Regions from separate parts of the Oryctolagus cuniculus genome. Here region 1 is linked to region 2. A link is a contact called in public Micro-C data. All regions are on one chromosome and are shown on one strand. The core of a region is the stretch at or near the end of the contact, and the rest is flanking DNA. Distances in the headings are between cores, read along the strand shown. Region 1 overlaps THRB (thyroid hormone receptor beta). Region 2 has its middle 47 kb from the start of NR1D2.

What was found. A called contact is a pair of places that touch in the nucleus more often than the background predicts.
Region 1: a contact with region 2 is called in a Micro-C map of ear pinna, with 11 times the contacts expected there. The contact joins two enhancer-like sites. A contact is called at or near these places in 3 of 6 Hi-C or Micro-C datasets (ear pinna, psoas muscle and an unstated tissue).

The regions. Positions count from the first base shown.
Region 1 is chr4:160,146,038-160,150,126 of mOryCun1.1, reverse strand. The region is part of intron 2 of THRB (thyroid hormone receptor beta); the gene reads left to right. Among named protein-coding and RNA genes, the nearest start is that of NR1D2, 270 kb to the right of the region's middle. Within about 2 kb of position 2,711, at least 2 of the 8 cell types and tissues checked have an H3K27ac peak or open chromatin away from gene starts, as enhancers often do. A contact at or near this core is called in ear pinna, where this site is marked.
Region 2 is chr4:159,920,866-159,925,065 of mOryCun1.1, reverse strand. No RefSeq gene overlaps it. Among named protein-coding and RNA genes, the nearest start is that of NR1D2, 47 kb to the right of the region's middle. Within about 2 kb of position 2,090, at least 1 of the 8 cell types and tissues checked has an H3K27ac peak or open chromatin away from gene starts, as enhancers often do. A contact at or near this core is called in ear pinna, where this site is marked.

The sequences.
Region 1 (4,089 bases), core at 1,462-3,961, 220 kb before region 2:
AGCTGAAAGGAATGTCAAAACGTTGGAGAGGATTTAGCAAGAGCTGATTTGTAAATATGGATAATAGGACCCCTAAGACATGGGAGACGACTTCCACCCACCGTGGGCAGCCCCTCGGAGGTGGCACCCAAGGCACTGCTTATTTACGTTCAGGAACCCGAGCCAGAGCTGCCTGGCTATAATAAATAACAAGCGCTTCCTGAAGTCCTACTATGTGCAGACCATTGTGCTAGTTTGTGGGGAGAGGAAGGAGAGTGGGCCCTGCCTTTTGAAGACTTTCTCAGTTGTCAGTGGGCAGAGGAAGACAGAAATGCTATAAAGCGGTCACTCTCAGAGCCATGCATGTATCAGAAGCATTGCCTGGAGGGCTTATGACAATGCACGCTGCTGGACCCCCACCTCATTCGACTCAGCATCTGCATTTCTTTTTATGAGTTGATATTTATTTATTTGAGAGGTAGAGTTACAAACAGAGGGAGAGACAGATCTTCCAGCCACTGGTTTGCTCCCAAAATGGTCTCGAAATGACTACAACTGGGCTGATCTGGAGCTTCTTCTGGGTCTCCCATGCAGGTGCAGGGGCCCAAGCAGGCCATCAGCCAGGATGCTGGATCAGAAGAGGAGCAGCCAGGACATGAACCAGCACCCATGTGAGATACCGGTGCCGCGGGCAGAGGCTTAGCCTAGCTACTGTGCCACAGCGCTGGCCCAGACTCAGCATTTCAACATATCCCCAAGTGATGCGGATTCTGCTGATCCAGGGGCCGCACTTGAGAACCTGGGGCAGGTGAAAAGGGGGTGATCTGAGTCCCCAAGTGCACCAGAAAGCTGCCGCGGCTTTGTTGGTCCTGTAGCAGGTCTCCGGCACACAGTGAACAGCCTTTCATTAGCAATGTGCTTCGGATAAAGCAGCCTGGCCATGACGTTGCTACTGCCCCAGGAAAGGCGTCAAGAGGCAGGGAGGAGTTCTCTGTAGGCCTGAGGATGCTGAACAGAACGTGACACGGTAGGGTCAGCTCCAGTGGTCCCAAACAGCAGGCACTCAGGTGGGCTCACAGCAGCTCAGCAAATGACTTTAAGAGGGTGACAACTGTCCCCACACTCATGTTCAAACTCAGCTGCTTCTCTCAGGAGCAGAAGTTCTCAAAAGAATCATGCACGAGGAATTTTCAGCACACAGGCCTGAGCCTGGCCTGGAGATGGAGAGCAGAGTCTCTCAGGCGATTCTGTCACGAACCTCCTCCTTGCGAACCAAGAACCGTTCTCCCTGTGGCTCCCATGCTGAGCCTTTGTGTACACACAAGCAGACTGCAAGGTCACTCTCTGACACTTCGTGTCTCGCATCATCTTATTACTGTAGGACTGGAGTGAATTGGGGAGTGTCCCAAATTCAGGGGTGCCCATCAAAAACGCAAGCCACCTTCAAAGAGGTCCGACCTTCCGAGAGTGAGCACCTCTTCCCTGGCTGTGGTCTAGGGAAGGCTCTGTGCTGGCCAGGGTGGAGAAGCTGGGTGCCCGTCCTGAGCCACCTGTAGCCTGCCAGGATGCTCCCAGAGTCCCCGCCATGTTCCTAAATGGTGGACACAAAGAGTGAGGCGTGAAAGGAGATCTTTGGGCTTTGTGGAGATTCCCAAAGCTGCTATAGCTGTGGTTCCCAAACTCTGTCCCAAGGCACCCTGGGAGTGCCACACCAATGCGGGGGGGGGGGGGGGCGGGGGCACTTTTAACTTTTGAAGAAAACACAGCAACAAATGCCAGAAACCATGCAAATATAGGTTGGTTAGGCTGTTTGGGCTTAGTTACTTACCAACACAGCATCTAAGTATTTCCTCTGAACCAGGGTCATGGTGAAGAAAATATTAAACATAAGGAGTACCACGCACCCGAAAAGGTGGGTATTTCCATGTTACAGTATTGCTGTCCCAGGAGCAGTGTATTTTGACTTCATTCTTCCTGACAGAATTTTGCATTCAAGCCGGCACACATAAGGAAATGTACACTCTAAGTCTGGCTTAAATATCAGGGTGAAAACCCTAAAAGAAAATGATAAAAACGTGTGTCTTTGAGGGGCTTCTCTCCTCTCCAGCCTTCCTACCCACCTCTTCCCATTCCCATTCTGTGACTCAATCCTTATCCCAGGTTCCTTTCACTTTCTAAAAAAAAAAAAATCAGAAGAGCCTAAACTCTCCCAACCCGTTCTGCATAACTTACACTTACTAGGTTCATTCTTGCACATCTGAAGAAATCATCGCACAAGGGCATTCCTGAAAATCACCCTTGGAACAAGTCGTTCTAAACAAAACTCAGTGTGACTGTGCCGGGCACATGACACCCCACAGGAAGCCGCTGAATTTGCTGATAAAGTTGCATGAAGAGGCTTCAACCAAGCAGTAGCAAACAGAAACCAAAGGAAGGAGAGGGAACAATATCTAGTTCCTATTTCTGTAGGAATTTTGCAATGTAGCCTCCTCCTCGGCTCAATGTTTGACGAAGTAGTGATGAATTGTAGCCATATTTATTAGGATAATCTTATTTTCATCTACAAGGAATTTTAGGAGCCAAGCAGTCTTTGTACCACTTCCTTAGGAAAACGATTCTTCCTCACCCAGGCTAAAAAATCCACTAGGAGCTCACTGCCGACTCCAGAGGCAGCAGAGCCCCAACTCAGACTGGGAGATAGTGTCTCCGTGGCACAAAATCGAGTTTTCTTTTATGTTATGACTGTAGGTGGGGCCTCTACCCAGTGGGCAGGTGCTGTAGCCTTTTTTATGAAGTCGTCCAGGGCCAGGGAGGGAGTGGGTTGTTTGTTGTTATCTTATTCATCATCAAACGACACTATTTTAAATCAATAATAAATCACTTGCTTCAGTGCTAATGATTTATTTTCATGTTCTTGTTTGTTGTTTTTCTTGCTTGTGTCTCAATGAGTCACCTAACCACAATTACATATGCAGGCATCTGGCGGTTGGTTCTGCATGCTATCCTCATTCCTCAGGAATTATTTAATTCCCTGGTGTCTCTCTCTCTCTCTCTCTCTCTCTCTCTCTCTCTCTCTCTCTCTCTCTCACACACACACACACACACACACACAACAAACACACACTTTCCCTCGCTTTGCTTTGGCACAAAGCAGCGATCCTTCTGTCCACCAGGTGGCAGTAGAAGCAATTGTAAGGGTGGGCTTTGGCCGGCAGGACATGGGTTGAAATTTTTCTCTAGAACCATCCATCTGCTTTCTCCCGCTAAGACTGGCCTGCGTTTATCAGGAGCATTCTGAGCTGAGTGGCCATCTCTGGAGAAAGCTGACCATGGGGAAAACGCACTGTGCCCATGGCAGGTGGACAAATGGATCCTTTCATGCCCGGCCTCATTAAGGCTTGTCCCAGCTCGTTTCTTCTTGACTTTTCTGTCATCCCATAATTTGGCTAAAAACCGCTGCTTGTTTCACTGAGCGTGACAATGAATTCGATGTGGCAGATGATTCTTTGTTTGGTTTGTTCTGGCTCCAAGAGCCCCACTTCAACCCCTACTGACTTAGTGCTCAAACAGAAATAGGTTCTCTTGGGCTATGGCCACAGAGGCTGGCACTGAAGGAGGAAGCAAGTGCATTGCTCCCACTAACGCCCACAGGCCCTTGAGCTGGGCACCAGATGCCCACGTCAGGAAGGCAGCTCTTGACTCTCAATACCCCCAGTCTCTTGGTGAGTAGCAGGGCCCTCACTCCTTCCAACATGCCATGGTGCCTCTGCCTGGGGAGACACAGAAACAGAGGAAGGGAAGGAGAGAGACAGCGACAGGACGTGCACATAGGGTACCAGAGAGAGCATTGAGTCCCTCTAATTGAGTTTTTTTTTAAGATTCTTGTATTTATTTGAAAGGCAGAGCCAGAGAGAGAGAGAGAGAGAGAGAGAGAGATTTTCCACCTGCTGGTGTGCTCCCCAGATGGCCACAACAGTCAGGTGTGGGCCAGTCTGAAGCCAGGAGCCAGGAGCTCCATCCTGGTCTCCCACATGGTGGCAAGGGACCAAGTACTTGAGCCATTTTCAGCTGTCGTCCAGGCACATTAGCAGGGAACTAGATAAGAAGCAG
Region 2 (4,200 bases), core at 841-3,340:
GACATGTGGCAACGGTACTGGTGGAAACTTCTGGTGGGATCTAGTACATTCAGGCTGGTCTTGTTGACTGACAAACAGAAGGCTGCCTTCTCCCCACTAAGGTGTTCAAACTCCCTGGAACAAGCCACAGTTTGAAGCCTCTTTCCTACTCACAGCTTTCTCATTCATTTCTCTTTTTTTAATATATTTTATTTTATTTAATGAACATAAATTTCCAAAGTACAGCTTATGGATTACAATAGCTTCCCCACCCCCATTCATTCATTTCTGAGATGAGCTTGAATTCAGTACTTGGCTTGCATTTCCAAAGAAAAGAAAGTTCAGTTGGAACAGGCACATAACACACACCAGACACTATCCTAGGCACTCTCACATACTTCATTTGCCTTCATTTTTAAACCAGCTACTTACCTACTGCAAAAAAAGGGAACAGGTCCAGAAATTAAGGGTTTTGCTCGAGGTCATTCAACAAAGAGTTGGAACTGAAATCTTCAGAATTCAATAAATCCAACTGCAATGAATGTTCTGTGGCAGTTATCTTGCAATCCGAATTCCAGCTCAGCCACTTGCTGGCTGTTTAGCTTCAGAACGTTGCCGCATATGTTGAGTGGGGAGTGTAAATCCTACTTTGTGTGGTCATAGAGATGGGGGAGAGTTAAGAATAAAGAACCCAGAATGGGGCCAGGCACGCACCAGGCTTCCAAATGGGATCTGCGTACTCTGTCTTCCTCTCCCTCCTCCATTCGATAAGCATCTATTCTGAGCACACATAACTGTAGGAGGGCGAGCCCCGAAGCCACCGCCAGACCACGCCAGATCACCAGGAGCCGGAATTTGCTAGAAATGCACGTCTAGGCCTGTCGAATCAGACACTCTGGGAGGGGGCCCCACTATCTGTGTTTTTGAGAAGCCGTCCTGTGATGTAGACGCGTGCTCAAGAACTACTTATGTAATAGCATTTCTATTGCATTGATTTAACTCAATTACTGCATACAGCGCGGCTGAGTCCTAACAGCCCATCTAAACAAGCCCTCCCCCTTTCATGTTTTCTGGATTGTTTTACGTCCCTTCAGTGTCTTCTGATTAAGCCTCCCTCCAGGAAAGAACTCACTAAGTGAAATGATGTTGCACTGGGAACCTCACCACAGGGCAGGCGTCTGGCACAGCCCCTAAGATGCCGCCTGGGACACCCACATCCCAAGTCGGGTTCAAGTCCCACGGCAGCTTTCCAAGTCTAGTTTCCTGCTGGTGTGCACCCTGGGAGGCAGCAAACGATGGCTCAAGTAATTGGGTCCCCACCACCCACTTGGGAAGCCCTGGCATGAGTTCTGGGCTCCTGGCTTCCGCCTGGCCCAAGCCTGGCTACTGTAGGTATTTGAGGAGTGAACAGTGGATGAGACATCAGTGTCTGTCTCTCTCAATGTGTCTGTCTCTTTGCCTTTCAAATAAATAGGGGAGGATAGCAATTTTTTAAAAATCGGATCATAACAAAAACCTAAGCTATCATTTGACTTAATACACAAAAGCAAGGGGCTGGTGCTATGGCACAGTGGGTTAAAGCCCCAGCCTGCAGCACCAGCATCCCATATGGGTGCCAGTTCGAGTCCCGGCTGTTCCTTTTCCGATCCAGCTTTCTGCTGTGGCCTGGGAAAGCAGTGGAAGATGGCCAAGTCCTTGGGCCCCTGCACCTGCTTGGGAGACCTGGAAGAAGCTCCTGGCTCCTGACTTCAGATCAGCCCAGTTCTGGCCATTGCAGCCATTTGGGGAGTGAACAAGCAGATGGAAGACCTCTCTCTCTCTCTCCTCTCTCTGTAACTCTGTCTTTCAAATAAATAAAGTAATTATTTAAATTTAAAAAAAAAAAGGCAAATGAGAAGAAATTCTTAAGAAAAGCATGGTTATGAAAAGTGCCGGAATTACAGCCCAGGCGGGGAGCAACACACGAATCCCAGGAACAGGTTCGCCCGACGGCACTTCCAGGAGCCAGCCACTTCACCGTGACGGCGGCTGTTCTCCAACGGGGCTCCTCTCAGCCCGGCCCCTCCACTACAACCGAACTCCCGACCCTGCCGTCCCGTCCTCCTCGGGCGGACCTGGGGGCAGCAAGGAAGCGAGTCGGATCCAAGGCTCCGGCAAACTCCTGAACTGAGTTACACCACCAGCGCGCGCTGCGGGCCGGGCAGCTGCCGCTAATTCGGCAGGAGCTGCGGCTCCCAGGCGCTGCATCTGAATCCTCCAAGGAGCGCAATTAGATTTCAGATGTTTCCAGTTTTCCGATCGCCGCCTCTCCACACCCCGCCCCCAAGGCTGTGCGCCTGCAGATGATTTCAATTGTTCCCCGTTTTCTTAATCTCCTTTTATCTCCCATGCCTTTCTTCCCTTCCTATTGCATGGGTTTTTTTTTTTTTTTTTTTTGCTTTTTTGGTTTTTTGTTTTTTGTTTTTTTTCTCCCAAGGCGCTCTCACGAGTCTGACGCTTGAACAGATGCAGGGATTTTTTTTCTTCCTGTCCTTGAAACGACAGCTTGTCTTTCCCCTCAAGTGTCTTTGTCGAAATGCCCGATAAACTGTTTATTTTTCCTCACAGCTTTCTCTCTCCGCCTGAAAAACAAACATGAACCAACAGCGTCCTTGTTTCCCCGCGCTGGGACTCTCGGGGCAATCCCTGGGGCTGCAGCGCCGCCTGCCGACGATGGGGCGGGTAGCAGCCCTCGGCCTCTGCGGCGGGACCAGGATTTAGGGCTTGCACGTGCAGGGTTTGAGGCATCGCTGAGATACAGGCGGGAGTAAGCAAGCAGGCAATGCAGAATCTCAGGGGAAAGTCACATTCCAATTTTTTTTTAACAGATCACGGACAAGGACACCATAAACCGACCAACCCCACGGTTTTACTGACTTGACACAATGGAAGTAGACTTCTCACCCTCAGAACAGCCCAGAGCCGGGTCTAGGGCTTCCCACTTCCTGTGGCCGCTGCCTCCTCCCCGAGGGCATCATTGTCTCTTGCATTCAGGGGCCGGGGGATGTGACCAGCACACCAGGGCATGGCACGCATCACACAAGGCACAGGGCTCCTGGCTGCGCCCCGCTGTGCAAACGCTCCCGGCACAGAGGAGGAGCTTTTAGAAGCATATTTTTACCTGTTCATTGTATTTGAAAGGCACAGAGACAGAGACAGACAGCTCTATCTTCCATCCATTGATTCACACCCAGATGCACACCGTAGCTGGGGCTGGGAAGGTTGAAGACAGGAGCCCCCCCCCCCAATCTGGGTCTCCCACGTGGGTAGCAGGGACCCAACTGCTTGAGCCATCACCTGCTGTCTCCCAGGGTGCAAGACCTCTGCAAAAAGCAAGTATCGCAATACAGTGAGTCACAGGAATCTTATGGTTCCCCAGGGCACATAGTAGGTGTGCGATAGCATCATTATAACCAATAATCCCACAGCTTTTCAAGGTGTGCCTGCACCAAAGCCAGTTTTCTGTAGTTTTTATAGCTTTTATCTACAATTCCAAATTCTTTTTCTGAAACCCTACAAAGTTTACCACCCGAGAGCCCTTCAAATAGCTGAAATGTGCTATCATGGCCCACAAACATCCAAAATAGTGCTCACGCCCCTAATAAATTAAAAAGCAGTGCAATACAAAGCATGACTGTGTGTGACTCATATGGCAAGCAGCAGCCCCAGCCTCTAGAGTGGTAATAAAGGAAGCTCATTCCACGTAGCACTATTCTATCTCATTGTGAGCCATAGGGGATTCTGGACTCTCTAAGCTTTATTTCCTCCTAGGTTTTCAAGTGAGCCAACTGGATGTCTCTATATAGCTAAGATACAAAAGCAAACTACACACACACACACACACACACACACACACGGGGGCACAAAAAGTTCATTGCAAATGGAATTAACATATAAGTTTAGGAGTATGCATTTTGCACAGTGGTTAAGACACTGCTTGGGAGGGCTGACACTGTGGCATAGCAGGTAAAACTGCTGCCTGCAGTGCCGGCATCCCATGTGGGTGCTGGTTTGAGTCCCAGCTGCTCCTCTTCCGATCCAGCTCTCTGCTATGGTCTGGGAAAGCAGTAGAAGATGGCCCAAGTCCTTGGGCCCCTGCACCTGCGAGGGAGACCCAGAAGAAGCTCCTGGCTCCTAGCTTCAGATTGGCCCAGCTTCGGCTGTTGCAGCCATCTGAGGAGT